Regions from separate parts of the Mus musculus genome. Here region 2 is linked to region 1. A link is a contact called in public promoter capture Hi-C data. All regions are on one chromosome and are shown on one strand. The core of a region is the stretch at or near the end of the contact, and the rest is flanking DNA. Distances in the headings are between cores, read along the strand shown. Region 1 holds the start of AU021063 (expressed sequence AU021063). Region 2 holds the start of Aaas (achalasia, adrenocortical insufficiency, alacrimia).

Evidence for each region. Promoter capture Hi-C pulls out the DNA fragments that hold promoters and counts their contacts.
Region 2: a promoter capture Hi-C map of pre-B cells shows a contact between it and region 1, with 2.5 times the contacts expected there. The contact joins the promoter of Aaas here to the promoter of AU021063 in region 1. A contact is called at or near these places in 6 of 39 promoter capture datasets (the C10 cell line, hippocampal neurons, liver and 2 more), 1 of 115 datasets of contacts at active chromatin or transcription factors (pancreatic cancer cells) and 1 of 9 other capture datasets (liver).

What each region holds. Positions count from the first base shown.
Region 1 is chr15:101,217,112-101,224,165 of GRCm38.p6, forward strand. It overlaps AU021063 (expressed sequence AU021063), which reads left to right and starts at 4,136. Exons shown (of 3, transcript NR_045996.1): 1 at 4,136-4,214; 2 at 4,367-4,503; 3 at 4,678-5,044. It overlaps A330009N23Rik (RIKEN cDNA A330009N23 gene), which reads right to left. Exons shown (of 3, transcript NR_045328.1): 2 at 6,370-6,522; 3 at 4,080-5,078.
Region 2 is chr15:102,349,261-102,355,772 of GRCm38.p6, forward strand. Aaas (achalasia, adrenocortical insufficiency, alacrimia) reads right to left here and starts at 1,499. Exons shown (of 16, transcript NM_153416.2): 1 at 1,236-1,499; 2 at 693-820. The coding sequence starts at 1,358. It overlaps Gm36246 (predicted gene, 36246), which reads left to right and starts at 1,567. Exons shown (of 3, transcript NR_155425.1): 1 at 1,567-1,652; 2 at 4,422-4,497; 3 at 5,590-5,879.

The sequences.
Region 1 (7,054 bases), core at 2,886-5,385:
GGGGACCACAAAGGAGAGAGGAAGTTGGGGGTCACGTTTTGAAACATAGGGGTTCCAGTCAAAAGAGCGTTACCATTCAAAAACAAGTGCATGAAAAGATCAGGGGATGTGGGATGTGTGGCCAGGACTGAAATATGCGCATGTATGAAGTTGTCAAGATGAAATTAAAAAAAAAAAAAAAAACCCATTCAGAGTACTACCATGCCCAGGGTACAACCTATAATTCCAGTACTTCAGAGGCTGAGACAATTTGAAGCCAGCCTGTCTCTGAAAACAAGGGTGCCCTGCTGGCTGTCATATATCTTCAGTCCCAGAACTTAGTTCTGTGAGTTTGAGGCCAACCTTGTCTACATATACTACAGCTGGAAACTGTAACATCCCGTTTCAGGGGCTACACTGTCCTTTCTGGCCTCTGTGGGTGCCAGGCATGCAACTGCATACATGTAGTCAAAACACTCATTAAAGTGAAAGTAAGTCTTGACAACAACAACAACAATCCAAAGAGTTTTGGCCATGTTAAGGAAGCCAACAATATAAGGAGAGAAATCAACTGGAGCTTTTCCCAAGCTTAGAAGTCACAACTTCTGGGGCTGGGGTGGGGACAGGGTACAGAAATGGCAGCTATGTAGTACTAATGTGTTACCTCTGCTGGGACAACTCTCTCTGACTATGCTGCTATTCAGTAATTTTCCCTCTTCTGTTATTATCCAAACTTTTCTTAATAGCTAGTATACTGTACCCTAAGTTAAAGCCTTCTGCAGCTGAGACTATAGTTGAGTTGGCAGTGCTTAGCAGGCATGCATTTCAATCCCCAACTCTGTATAACACTGGGTATTATATACGGTATTATATACTGGGTATTATATACGGTATTATTATATACGGTATTATTATATACGGTATTATATACGTCTCAGCAAAGAGGTGGGAGAATCAGAAGTTCAGGGTTATCTTTGGCTATACTTCAAGGCCAGCCTGTGGTACATGAGGCCATTCCTCTAGAAACCAGAAACCATAGCTGGGAGGTGATGGTGCAGAGGCGGGCAGATCTATGAGGTTTTGTTTTTGTTTTAAGATTTATTTGTTTGTTTGTTTGTTTATTTATTTTATGTAAGTACACTGTAGCTGTCCTCAGACACTCCAGAAGAGGGAGTCAGATCTCGTTACGGATGGTTGTGAGCCACCACGTGGTTGCTGGGATTTGAACTCCTGACCTTCCAAAGAGCAGTCAGGTGCTCTTACCCGCTGAGCCATCTCACCAGCCCCGATCTATGAGTTTTAAGGCCAGCCTGGTCTACAGAGTGAGTTTTAGGACAACAAGGGCTACACAAAGAGACCCTGTCTTAAAACAAAACAAAAATAAAAACAGGAAAGACACACACACACACACACACAGAGAGAGAGAGAGAGAGAGAGAGAGAGAGAGAGAGAGAGAGAGAGAGATTGAGAACTAACTAAAAACACTGAAACCATTCAACAGAAACCTTTTCTCTTCATATAGGGCAATGCCATTGAAAGGTGTTTTAGGTCATTTCTGTTGCCAACCCATCTGGACCAGGTAGCCACACCTTTAATCTCAGCATCTTTTTCTGGGCAGAGATGGGCAGATCTCTGAGTTCAAGACCAGCCTGGCTTACATAGTGAGTTTCAGGTGAGCCAAGGCTACACAGTGAGACTCCATCTCAAACAAAACAAACAAGAAAAGTCCAAGCTATGGTAAGAACACTATCCCTAAAACATGTGAGTCCCTGGGTTCAGGCCTTGTGATGGTTTGAATATGCTTGGCCCAGGGAGTGGGACTATTAGGAGGTGTGGCCTTGTTGGAGTAGGTGTGTCACTATGAGTGCGATCTTTAAGCCCCTCACCGTAGCTGCCTGGAAGTCAGTCTTCCACTAGCAGCCTTCAGATGAAGCTGTAGAACTCTCAGCTCTGTCTATACCATGCCTGCCTGGATGCTGCCATGCTCCTACCTTGATAATGGACTGAACCTCTGAACCTGTAAGCCAGCCCCAACTAAAGTTGTCCTTTATAAGACTTGCCTTGGTCATGGTGTCTGTTCACAGCACTAAAACCCTAAGACAGTCTTCATGGTAAGGATGGGAAGATATTCTTAGCCTGGATTTTTGTTTGTTGGAGATTTTTTGTTTGTTGGAGATTTTTTGTTTGTTTTTGTTTGGTTTGTTTTGTTTTTTGAGATCGGGTCTCAATATGTAGCCAAGGCTAGCCTCTACAAACTCATAAAGATCCACCTATCTTGGCTTCCCAAGTGCTGAGATTAAAGGCTTGCACCACCACTCTCATGGATAATTTATAAACACAAACTTTTAGCTAACATTTCTAGGGATTGAAAAGCTGAAGATCAAGAGGCCGACAGCGTCAGTGTTTACAGAGAGCTTGGTCCTGGAAGATGGTGCTTTTCCCGTTCTGGCAGGAAGGGAAACAGGCTCCCGGGAGACTCTTTTATAAGAGTACTTGTCTTAGAGTTTCTATGGCTGTGATGAGACACCATGACCAAAGCATGGTGGGGAGGAAAGGGTTAACTTGTCTTACACTTCCTCAGCGCTGGTCATTTTCGAAGGAAGTCAGGACAGGGACACAAACAGGGCAGGAACCTGGAGTCATGAGCTGATGCAGAGGTCATGGAGGGTGCTGCTTAATGGATTGCTCCTGGCTTGCTCAGCCTGCTCTCTTATAGAACCCAGAATCACCAGCCCAAGGATAGCACCACCCACAAAGGGCTGGACCCTCCCCCATCATTCAATAATTAAGAAAACGCCCTATGGCCAGATCCTATGGGGGCATTGTTTGATTGTTTGCTTGCTTGCTTGTTTTTTGAGACAGGGTTTCTCTGTGTAGCTCTGGTTATCCTGGAACATGCTCTGTAGAGCCGGCCTTAAACTCAGAGATCCACCTGCCTCTGCCTCCTGAGTGCAGGGACTAAAGTCACACACTGCCACCACCACCAGGCTTGGAGGCATTTTCTCAACAGACACTCCCTTTTTTTCAGATAAGTCCAGTCTGTGTCAAGTTGACACAAAACTGCCCAGCACAGTGCTTGTTCCATTCACAAGGACAGAGCCCTCCTGACTGAATGAATCACCAATCCTCCTAAACCCTCCACCACTTAGTATCACAGTGAGGGCTGAGTCTGTGGGACACCGGCTTCCACACTACAGCTGATTGTAAGCAGGGGCGTGATGTGGCCCTGCTTGTCTGTAGGGAGGCACTTTCTGTGGTAGCAGACCATTAGAACTGTGAGGAGAGACACAGCCAGTGGGGCAGGAGACAGGTTCAGGCACGATCAGACAGCCATGCAGAAAGGGGATGCTGACTTCTGTCTGAAGTCAGTGGCAGAGAGAGCCATGGCCAGGGGCGGGGGTGGGGGGTTGTTCTAGCATGAGCATTTTGGGGTTTGGGTAGCCTGATACACAATGCTGCCCACCACCACCACCCAAAAAGCCAGGGATTAGACGCTGAGCAGGTGTTCATTTGCCAACAGGGAAGAGGTCTGTGGAGTTCCTGCCCTAAGAGCTTCCATCTTCTGCATTTCTCCTGCTAAAGTGAGAGGTGAGGAAATATGTATTCCATGTCTCATGAGTGACGTGTTGCTGCTCTGAGGAAAACCAGACTGAGTGTCCCTTCCTTCTGTCACTCCAACCTGGCCATTCGAGAGGCAGATGCTTGGCCTCTGGATGGGACTAGACCAGGAGACACCCATATCCAACACAAACTGTCCTATCTACCTGGCTCCTACCTACAGACCTCCTGGGAGTCAGATCTCTGAACTGTACTGGATCAGACCTGCTAGAACTCTCCCGCAGCAGGGCCCCAGCACCAACACAACACTGTACCGCGAGAACGCTGTTAGGCAATAGGAGTCATTAAGAAAACAAGCATTCCCTGCCCAGCCAGCTGCCCACCGGCTGTTCTATACCTCCTGCAAGCAGTGATGTCATGCAGCTGAGGCCCAGCCCATCATTCCTGGTGTACCAGAGAGCCAGCTGAGCCCCAGGCCCTCTCTTGCTGCTAACTCCCCTCCCCATCCCCTCCCCTCCCCCCTCCCACACAGAAGCAGAGGCGGCATCCATAGAGCTATTTATTCATCCTTGCTAGTTCTGTGCCCTGAAGTAACTGACTCACTGGGACTCTACAGCGTCTGAACTTTCGCAGCTCTAGTGCTCCAACTTTCCGAGGGTTCCCCAGAACTTAAGCAGGTCTGTGGGGTCACAGGGAATTGTGGATTGGTGGGAGACTTGGCAAGGGGTTGTCCTTAAAGAAGTGAGAAGGGGCTTTGTCCGTTAGACAGCCTCTACTAATCCCATGCTACCCAGGTCTCCCCTCCCCCCACCCTTAAACCCCATCTTAGGATGGAGCAGCTGGAGCCAAAGAACTGGGAAACATGAACTCCCTGGGAACAAGACACCTGCTTCGACATAAGTTGCAGACGAAGTATAGATTTCTCAGGAGCAGATCCACAGGGGATTTGCTAAGAGGCATGAGGAGGTAAGGGACATTCTGGAGAGGCAGGAGGCCTGGGTAAGGCTAATTGGAGGAGGGGAACAGATGCTAGGCAAGGGGCGTGGCATAAGAGGAGGTGGGGCAGAGAAGGCTGAGCTCTGGAGCCGTGCTGTGGAGTACTTTTAACCGGCAGCATCTCCCTCCTCACAACTTCCTCAGTGTGAACTCAGTTACCAGCTCACTACAGATCCTCCTGGAGGAACAAATGCTGTATGGGATCCCAAAATATGGCAAGGTTTCCAGGTGGCGCCGAGCACCAGACGGCTTTGAGTCTGGAGATAGTTCCACCACAAGGCTCACGACCAGCAGAGGGTGCCACCATCCCACAGGGAGGCACCCAGGACTCTCCAATCCTCCCTGGAGAAACTGTGGAACCGCAGAGGAATCAGGCAGTCCGCTCCCCAGCTGCCAGCTGCTGAATTAGCAGTCTTTGTCAAGAGTCCTGGGTTCCTAAATCCATTCCGGGGCAGTCTTTCCCTCTCTGACTGCTGTCTCAGGCAGGAGGGCTTGGACCACACACGTCTTTTCCAGAACATGAGGCCTCTTCCAGCTCTGAAATCCTAAGATTTGAGAAAATCATGCCAAGGACTTAGAGAAATTGCCTTTTCTGGGCTCACACTTGCTCTGGGTTTTCTAGCACCTTCTTGCTTAGGTGAGAACTTCAGCTCCCTGTGGTGGCTTCTCACCTGGAGGCAAGAGGCAATCGGACCTGCACAAACTGGGGTTGTGGGGGAAGAGGTGTTTACCTCTAATCAGCACAAAGGACTTCTGTCAACAGGGCTGTTAGATACGCATTCACTAATCCTCCAGAGTAGGCAGGTGGCACCTTCATAGGTGGCACAGGATCTCGTTGGGGGTGTGTGGGGGGAGGGTCCTTTCGTGGATAAGAACTAGAATGAACGCAATACAAACTTTTCTGTCTTCTACCTTCGTAACTCCCCACCCCCTCCCCCACTACAGATGCCGTCTGTCAGGCAACAGACGGTCCAGGGGTCCATCTGTGTTAATGCTCTCAATAAGAGTCCCATGTTTCTCCACTGACTCTCCCTTGGCCCCTCAACCGATGGCCACTTGGTGGTTAAATCAGGGAGAGAAGCATTAAGGGAGACATCTTAGCTAACATAGTCCCTAAGCCACCCTTCCCACTTATACTTCTTGTGTAGTGAGGGCACAGGGGCCTGGGTGAGAGTAGGGGGCTGGAGGAGGGGAGGCAAGACACAAGGAGACAGCCAGACTGATGAACGGGTAGAAGAAAGTCTTTTCTGGCCTCTGAGATATGGCCTTCTGGCCTCTGCTCCCCCATGGTATGGGTCTTACACAGCACATGTACAGCATGCAACCGGCTCCCAGACCAAACACCTCTGTCACACCAGTGCCTAGCCAGCCCCTGGCACAGAGTCGGGCTCAACCTCACGATGAAGCATTGAAGTCAGCATCACAGAGTAAGGCAGAAGTTCCAGAATGGGGCTGCCTTGTTTGGACTGTCAACTTGGTCACTGAGCAACCCTCCTAGCAAGGTGCTTTCTGTCTGGGTTTCAGTTTCCCCCTCTGGGAGGGATGATAATGGTACCTGTTTCATAAGGTTTGTAATGATGTATGTAAAGAGCACGCGTGGTGTCTCATGTCCGAATGTGGAGCCCCAGGCTCCGTCTGTGGTGGCTAGACAACCAACTGCTTCCCTCTTTTGCTTCTTATTTGGGCGCCACTGACGACAGACTTGGGCTGTGGGTCATCCCCGCCTCTCCCACAGCCTGGCAGCCATGGTAACAAAGAGCTTGAGGGATGGTATCTAAGACAGGACTAGAGAAAGGCTCAGCGCCGGTCATGCCCCAACTCCGAGGATCTACTCACCTACTCTGGGCATATTCCAAACCCCAGGTGAGGAACGAGAGCCTTAACTCCAGCATCCAGAGTGGAGAGGTGATTTCAAGCCTTGGGGTGGCCCCAGTAGGGCTCGGATTTAAACCTGCTTGCAGGTTTCCACAGCTTCCCTTTCTCCTAGCCCTGGGAAAGGAAGGCTGCTTTAGTTATCTCTTCTACCATGCAGGTGGGAAGATGGACCCCTTAGCCCCTCACTCCCCGGGAGCTTCCACTGGGTGAATTCAGAGGTGTACCTCTCTCCCAGTTCCTTCTTCAGAAACCCCAACCCTCCCCTGCGCAGCCCCGGCCTCCCCCTCTCCAGTCTAGGGCTTCCTGCAGTCTGACCCACTGCTACCCTGACCTCAAAGCTTCCCCCAGTTTATTTACCACCACTCCTTATTGTGCCCCCATCTCCACGAACCACTAAGGCCATCATTCATTCCCTAACTTCATCCAATGTACGTTCACAGACTGCTTCCAGGTAGCATATAAACCCCTGCTCTCCCCAAATGTCCTGTCCCTCCCGCTGCCGTGGGCAGCTAGATTTCCCCCACTGAGCGCCCAAGTCCCCCAGAGTGTCCCAGAGCCTGGCTGATGGCTGCGCACTGTGGGCGGGGCTCCCCATAGCGGTCCCCCCCTGGAGGCGGTGCCTGCGTGTCGGGGGGCGAGGCCACTG
Region 2 (6,512 bases), core at 249-2,748, 1.1 Mb after region 1:
AACTCATGAACCCAGGAACATAATTGCCAGGGATTCGTTTTTTTTTTGTTTGTTTGTTTTTTCAAGACAGGGTTTCTCTGTGTAGCCCTGGCTGTCCTGGAACTCACTCTGTAGACCAGGCTGGCCTCGAACTCAGAAATCCGCCCGCCTCTGCCTCCGGAGTGCTGGGATTAAAGGCGTGAGCCACCACGCCCGGCACCAGGGATTCTTTTTACAGATAATGGCAATGATAATAATGGGGATGGCAAACACATCAAGGGATTAATGTGCCAGGAAATGCTTCTATGTGCTTTGTATCTATTTAGTCACCATGGTTTAAAGGGGTTTGGCTTTAGGACAGAGTAATTATGTAACTTTTCCAAACGTACAGTTAAAAAAAAAAAAGATAGCACAGCTTTAATTCTTACATGTCCTACATATTAACGAATCAATTCAACCTTTTCCTAACTTTCCTGAGCTTCAGATAAAAGCAAATGAGGTCGGTGCTGAGAGCAGGTTTGTAAAATCAAGCCAAGCTATTAGGGATAAATGAGGTTTCTGGTACACCCTTGAGTTTTACAATAAAAATGGATCACCTAATATGATTTGTGGTAATATGAAGACACAGACTGCAATAAGCAGCCATTCAAGAGCTGCCCAAAGCAGGCTCGGTAGACCATGGCCTATTTAAGCCACTGTTTGCTATGCCTCACCAAACATTGATGCATCTCTTCCACACTTGCTCACGGTGATGGATGAAGGCAGTTCTTGTACCATGGTCCAGCCTCCCTGGGGCTTTTAGGGGATCCTTGGTCAGGTGTAGGACAGGAAGATTGATCCACTATACCTCAGAAGAGAGGGAGGCAGTCAGTCTCTTCCCCAAATCTTAACAGAACTCCTTGCCATCTCCAACCTATGGCATAAGAGATTCCACGGCCCCATTTCCCATACCCACAAATGTAACACTTGTGGGACAGAAAATTTTCAGTCCTCATCTGCAAACCACAATCGTTTTTCACAGGGTTGACACTAGAGAAGACCTGATGGACGGCATCCATCATCTTCTCTACCCCTCCTAGAACCTCCTCACATGCCTTGGCATGCCTAACTGGGTAACACAGGCCCTAAAATATATTTCGTTCTCTCCAGTCTCCTGTGGGAGTCATGCCGTTCCCAATCACTTGTGAGCGAGCCCCGCCGCGTCGCCTCTATTCCCACTTTCCGCATCCCCACCGCAGCGTTCCCACCCGGACCACCTGGCCCCGAAAGTCGGGAGGCGGGCTCTCATAGCTGTTGCCGGTCACCAGCTCGTTATTGTGCTCATACAGGGTGACTTGACCTCTAGGCGGCGGCGGGGGGAACAACCCCAGGGAGCACATCTTGCCAGTCCGGAGAGCGTCTGGAATCGACAGGCTCCCGGCTGGTGACGACTGCGCTCCCCGGAATCTTAGTTCCCGGGCTAGATTCGTGTGAGGACGGGTAGCCGTACAGGACAAACGACTGCGCGAAGCTGAACGGAAGTGCAAGGAAGAAAGTTCCGAGTCGGGTTTCGGGACGGACTTCCGGGACTTCCTGGCGCGCCCCCTTGCGTACGGAGCGGGCACGACGCTGACACGTCCGAGGACCGACCTGTGGCGTAAGGAGCGCCGCGGTTTGGTTTTGGTTTGTTTCCTGTAAGACTACTGTTTTTTCCAACTCTGAATCCCCAGCAGCGTCTCCCACTCACTTACTTAGTACGGAAAAAGCCCAAAATAAGCCAGGTTTAGGAAAGTACCTAATTAAACTCTCCAACCCCCGTAAATATCCTTGAGGAATATACAGACGATGTCATCCTACCAGTGAGCTTTCCCCGCCCCCCCACCTCCAAAAAAAAAACAAAAAAGACTTTAGAGGACAGTCAGAACGGACTTCACAGGGTAAGGCGTCCTGAAAGAGAGAGACGGACACTGGAAGGACAGTAACTTTTCCCGAGTATATCACTAACAAACGCTTCTATAATCCTTACAATAACCCCAAAAGTGCACCGTTGAACTACCAGTAGCAAAATGACACAGATTGGACCAAAATACACACAAACCAGACATTGGTGGGGCATATTGGCCCAAGGCTGTAATGCCTACAGGATGTGGACAAGAATAAAAGGTTAGTGTAGACTGCGTAGCAAGCCCCTGCCTCCAAATACCGTTGACTCCGATCTGTAATCCCAGCATTGGGAGGTACAGGCAGGAGGATCACTGAATGTCCACTCCATAGTTCTCTTCCAACTTGAGATACATACCACCCTGACTTTGTCTTATTTAGGCTTTGTTGTTTGTTTGTTTGTTTGTTTTAAGATTTGTTTTATTTATATGAGTACACTCTCATGGTTTTCAGACACACCAGAAGAGGGTATCTGATTCCATTACAGATGGTTGTGAGCCACCATGTGGTTGCTGGGAATTGAACTCAGGACTTCTAGAAGAGCAGTCAGTGCTCTTAACTGCTGAGCCATCTCTCCAGCCCTAGGCTTTATTTTGAGGCAGGGTATGGCTATGTTGCTCTGGCTAGCACGGAACTTGCTATGTAGACATGACTGACCTTGAATTCATAGAGATTCATACCTCTATCTCCCAAGAGTGCTGAGATTAAAGATCTACCACCATGCTCTCCTGAGACCTTTTCTGAAACTGAAGGGGTTGGGGGGGGGGCTAGAACTACAGAGAGATGTTTAGATGGTTTAATTCTAACTTAATTCAATTGTGAGCTCAAAATCTGAATAGACAAATGGGAGGGAAGTGTGGGATGGTGAGACTCACAGGAACGGTATTAGCCTTTCCCTGCTATTGCTATCTCTCTGCTTCCTGGCCATTATGAATAAGCAAACTCTTCCACCTGCTCCTGAATCTATGATGCTCTGCCTCACCTGACACCCAAAGAAATGGACTCACCTAGCCTTTAATTGAAACTGACTCTGAGCCTGACCCTCCTCCTCGAGAGCACTTTTGTCACTGGGCATGGTGGTGCATGCACACCTGTAGTACTATACAGGGAGTATAAGGGGCTTTTAAAAATATTTTTTTAATTTGTGTTTTGCCTGTATGCACCTATGTGCACCACATGCATGCAGTGTCCACAGCAGCCAGTAAAGGGCGCTGGACTCCCCTGGAACAGGAGTTACAGATGGTTCTGAATCATCATGTAGATTTGGGGAACAGAACCAGGATCCTCTGCAAGAACAGTAACTGCTCTTAGCCACTGAGCCATCTCTCTGGCCCCCAAATAACTTTTTGCTTTGTTTTGTTTTTCAATAGAAGGATTCTCTGTGTAGCCCTGTCTGTCCTAGAATTCACTCCATAGGTACCCCAGTCTGGCCTCAAAACTCAGAGTTCCATCTTCCTCTGCCTCCCAAGTACAGGGATTAAAGGTGCCACCACTGCCACCATCACCTGGCTCTTAGTTTGGTTTTCATTTCCCAATAAATTAACTCTTTAAAAAGAAAAACTAAACGTATTAGCCTGGCCTAATGGTACATGCTTTTAGTCCCAGCACTCAGGAAGCCGAAATGGGTGGATCACTGTGAATTCAGAGCTATCCTGGTCTAACATAGGAAGCTACAGGCCAGTCAGGGATATATAGTGAGATGGTGTCTCAAAAACAAACAAACAAGCACAAACCACACTATGTCTAGAGACACAAATTCAGGGACATCCTCTGAAGCATAGTTCACACTATGTCTCAGCTACATAAGATCTTGTCTTTAAAAAGAAATGTGGAAGATGGACCTAAAACTGGAGCGTAAAGAATGGGAGGTGTGGCAATTATGCACTTGATTAATTTTAGTTTTGTATTTTTGAGACAGGCTGAGGGTGACTTCTAATTTGCCGGAATCCTCCTGCCTCATCTCCTGAGTGCTGAGAATTACAAACAGTGGTGAATAGTTAACCTCGATTGTCATTCATCTGGTACACAGCGAACCTGAGAGACTAGGCCTGTCTGAAAAAAAGAAAAAAGAAAAGAAAGGGAAAGAGAGAGAGAGAGAGAGAGAGAGAGAGAGAGAGAGAGAGAGGAAGGAAGGAATGAAGGAAGAAAGGAAGGAAGGGAGGGAGGGAGGGAGGGAGGGAGGAAGGAAGGAAGGAAGGAAGGAAGAACTCAAAGCTGTATGTAGGCTCAGGCCCCACACCCCCAGTCTCACTGAAGAATGTGGGTTTTTTTGGTGGGTTTTTTTTTTTTTTTTTTTTTGGTTTTTTCGAGACAGGGTTTCTCTGTGTAGCCCTGGCTGTCCTGGAACTCACTTTGTAGACCAGGCTGGCCTCGAACTCAGAAATCCTCCTGCCTCTGCCTCCCAAGTGCTGGGATTAAAGGTGTGTGCCACCATGCCCGGCCTCACTGAAGAATGTAAGGGCAATGGCAGAAATAGTTTCTTGTGCCCTGAACTTCTGTGTCTGCCTCTCCTTTCTATCTAGAAGGACCTTACAGAGAAGCTCCCAGGTCAGAAGACAGAGACATCCGGACGAAGCCTGCAGGTTCTCTTCATCTGAGGTGAGGTTGGCCTCAATTTCCCTTTGCTCTGTTTCGCTGAGCTGGGTCTCCCTGTGCTGCCCTGGAGCTTGCTGTGGTTGTTCTCTGTGTCCTGCGTGCTGGAAGCAAACCCTCCACGCTGGACTTGCCTGTAATCTCTTATCCCTCGAATGTTAAGGAATGCCCGAGTCACCTGAGATTTTTCTCTCTCTCTTTTTAAAATTTTTCATAAATTTGCTGGTGAAGCTAAAGAGGCGGCTCAGCAGTTCAGAGCAGTTGATGCTCTTCCAGGGGGCCCTAGTTTTGTTCCCAGGATTTACATCAGGCAACTTTCAGAGTATTCATCACATAAAATAAAAGGAAATGAATCTTTTAAAGACTTTTTCAGGCATGGTAGCACACGCCCTTTATCCTAATACTCAAGAGGCAGAGGCAGGGGGATTTTTTTACCACTAGGGGTCAGCTTCATGTACATATCCAGTTTCAGGATAAGTCATGGCTGCATAGAGAGATCATGTCTCCCCCCCCCCCAAAAAAAAGAAAGCATTTATTTTATTTTTAAAGAGTTATTTATTTTATGTATGTGAGTACACTGTAGCTGTCTTCAGACACACCAGAAGAGGGCATCAGATCCCATTACAGATGGTTGTGAGCCACCATGTGGTTGCTAGGAATTGAACTCAAGACCTTTGGAAGAGCAGTCAAGTGCTCTTAACCTTTAACCACTGAGCCATCTCCCCAGCCCCTTATTATTTTTTCTTTTATGTGTATGAATTTGCTTTTATGCAGAAATGGTTTAGGATCCCCTGAAACTAGAGTTATGGTTAGCCTTCTCATGGGTTCCAGGAATGGAAACTGAGTCCTCTGCACCAGTTGTAAGAACTCTTAACCAGTGCACTATCTCTCCGTCGCTTGAATTTAAAAATAAAAATAAAAAATAAAAGCAGATTCTAGGTTCTCAAAATTATAGTTCCAGAGAATCATCAGAGATAATAACTTTGTTCAGTCTCTGAAAAAAAAATTTTAATATGTAGCCCAGGCCAATATGGTAGGATTACAAGCGTGCATCTTGTTTTAAGTTTAACCAAGAGCTAACCTTTTCTTATTAGCCAGGCTGACTTGATAAATTCTCTATTATCTGAGAACAACTGGCAGACTAGGAAAGGTCTTTGAGAAAAAGAGGATCGGGCAGGCTTGAAGAAAAGAAATAGCCAGCCAGATGACAGGAAAGTGTTGAAGCTGGTTTTTATTTGAATCTCGATCACCGTCCATCCCTAACTCCAAGACATCATTCCTGCCTGCATCGGATGAAGCTCCCCACCCCTCGTCATCCTCGGGTATGTGTCTGCTAAGTTTGTGATTCAACCTTTAAAGCGCCCTGGAGTAAAGCCACAGTGCCATTCTGTCCTGGCTCGGCCTCTTTCAAGCACTGTCCTCCTCTTCCATACTGCTAACTTAACACTTTTTAAAATGGCTTTTGCGGGTTCTAGAGAGGCCAACGTCCAGGCTTAGCACAGCCCCCCACTAACTGCACTAGAGGGCGCGATGGCCCGGGCGACGCAGCGACTACAGCCCAATGGCACCCACCCCCAGGGCTCCGAGCATTTTGCTTTAGGTTTACCACCGCCCCTCCTGAGACCTGAGCGAGCAAACTCAGGCAGCGCTCCAGTCGCGGTCAGAGACTTCTAAGGGCACCACACACACACACACACACACACACACACACACACACACACACACACACACACACACATACACCGCCCCAACATACTGTCTGGGAGGCATCGCCGGAGCCTGAGCTCGCCCTCCGGAGCAGGGCGCCCCGGGCCGGTAACCAGGCGCACATGGCCCGCCCGGCCCTGTTTGTCCTGGCATCGCGCCGCCGCTATTTGAGGCGGTTTTTATCTCCCAGAAACCAGCAAAACCCCAAGCCGAGTCTAGCAAGATGAAAGGGGCCGAGGGGCCTGGGAGGGGAGGACCGCGAGGCTGCGGCGGGCGGGAGCTGGCACCGGACAGGCGGAGCCCGGGAGGCAACA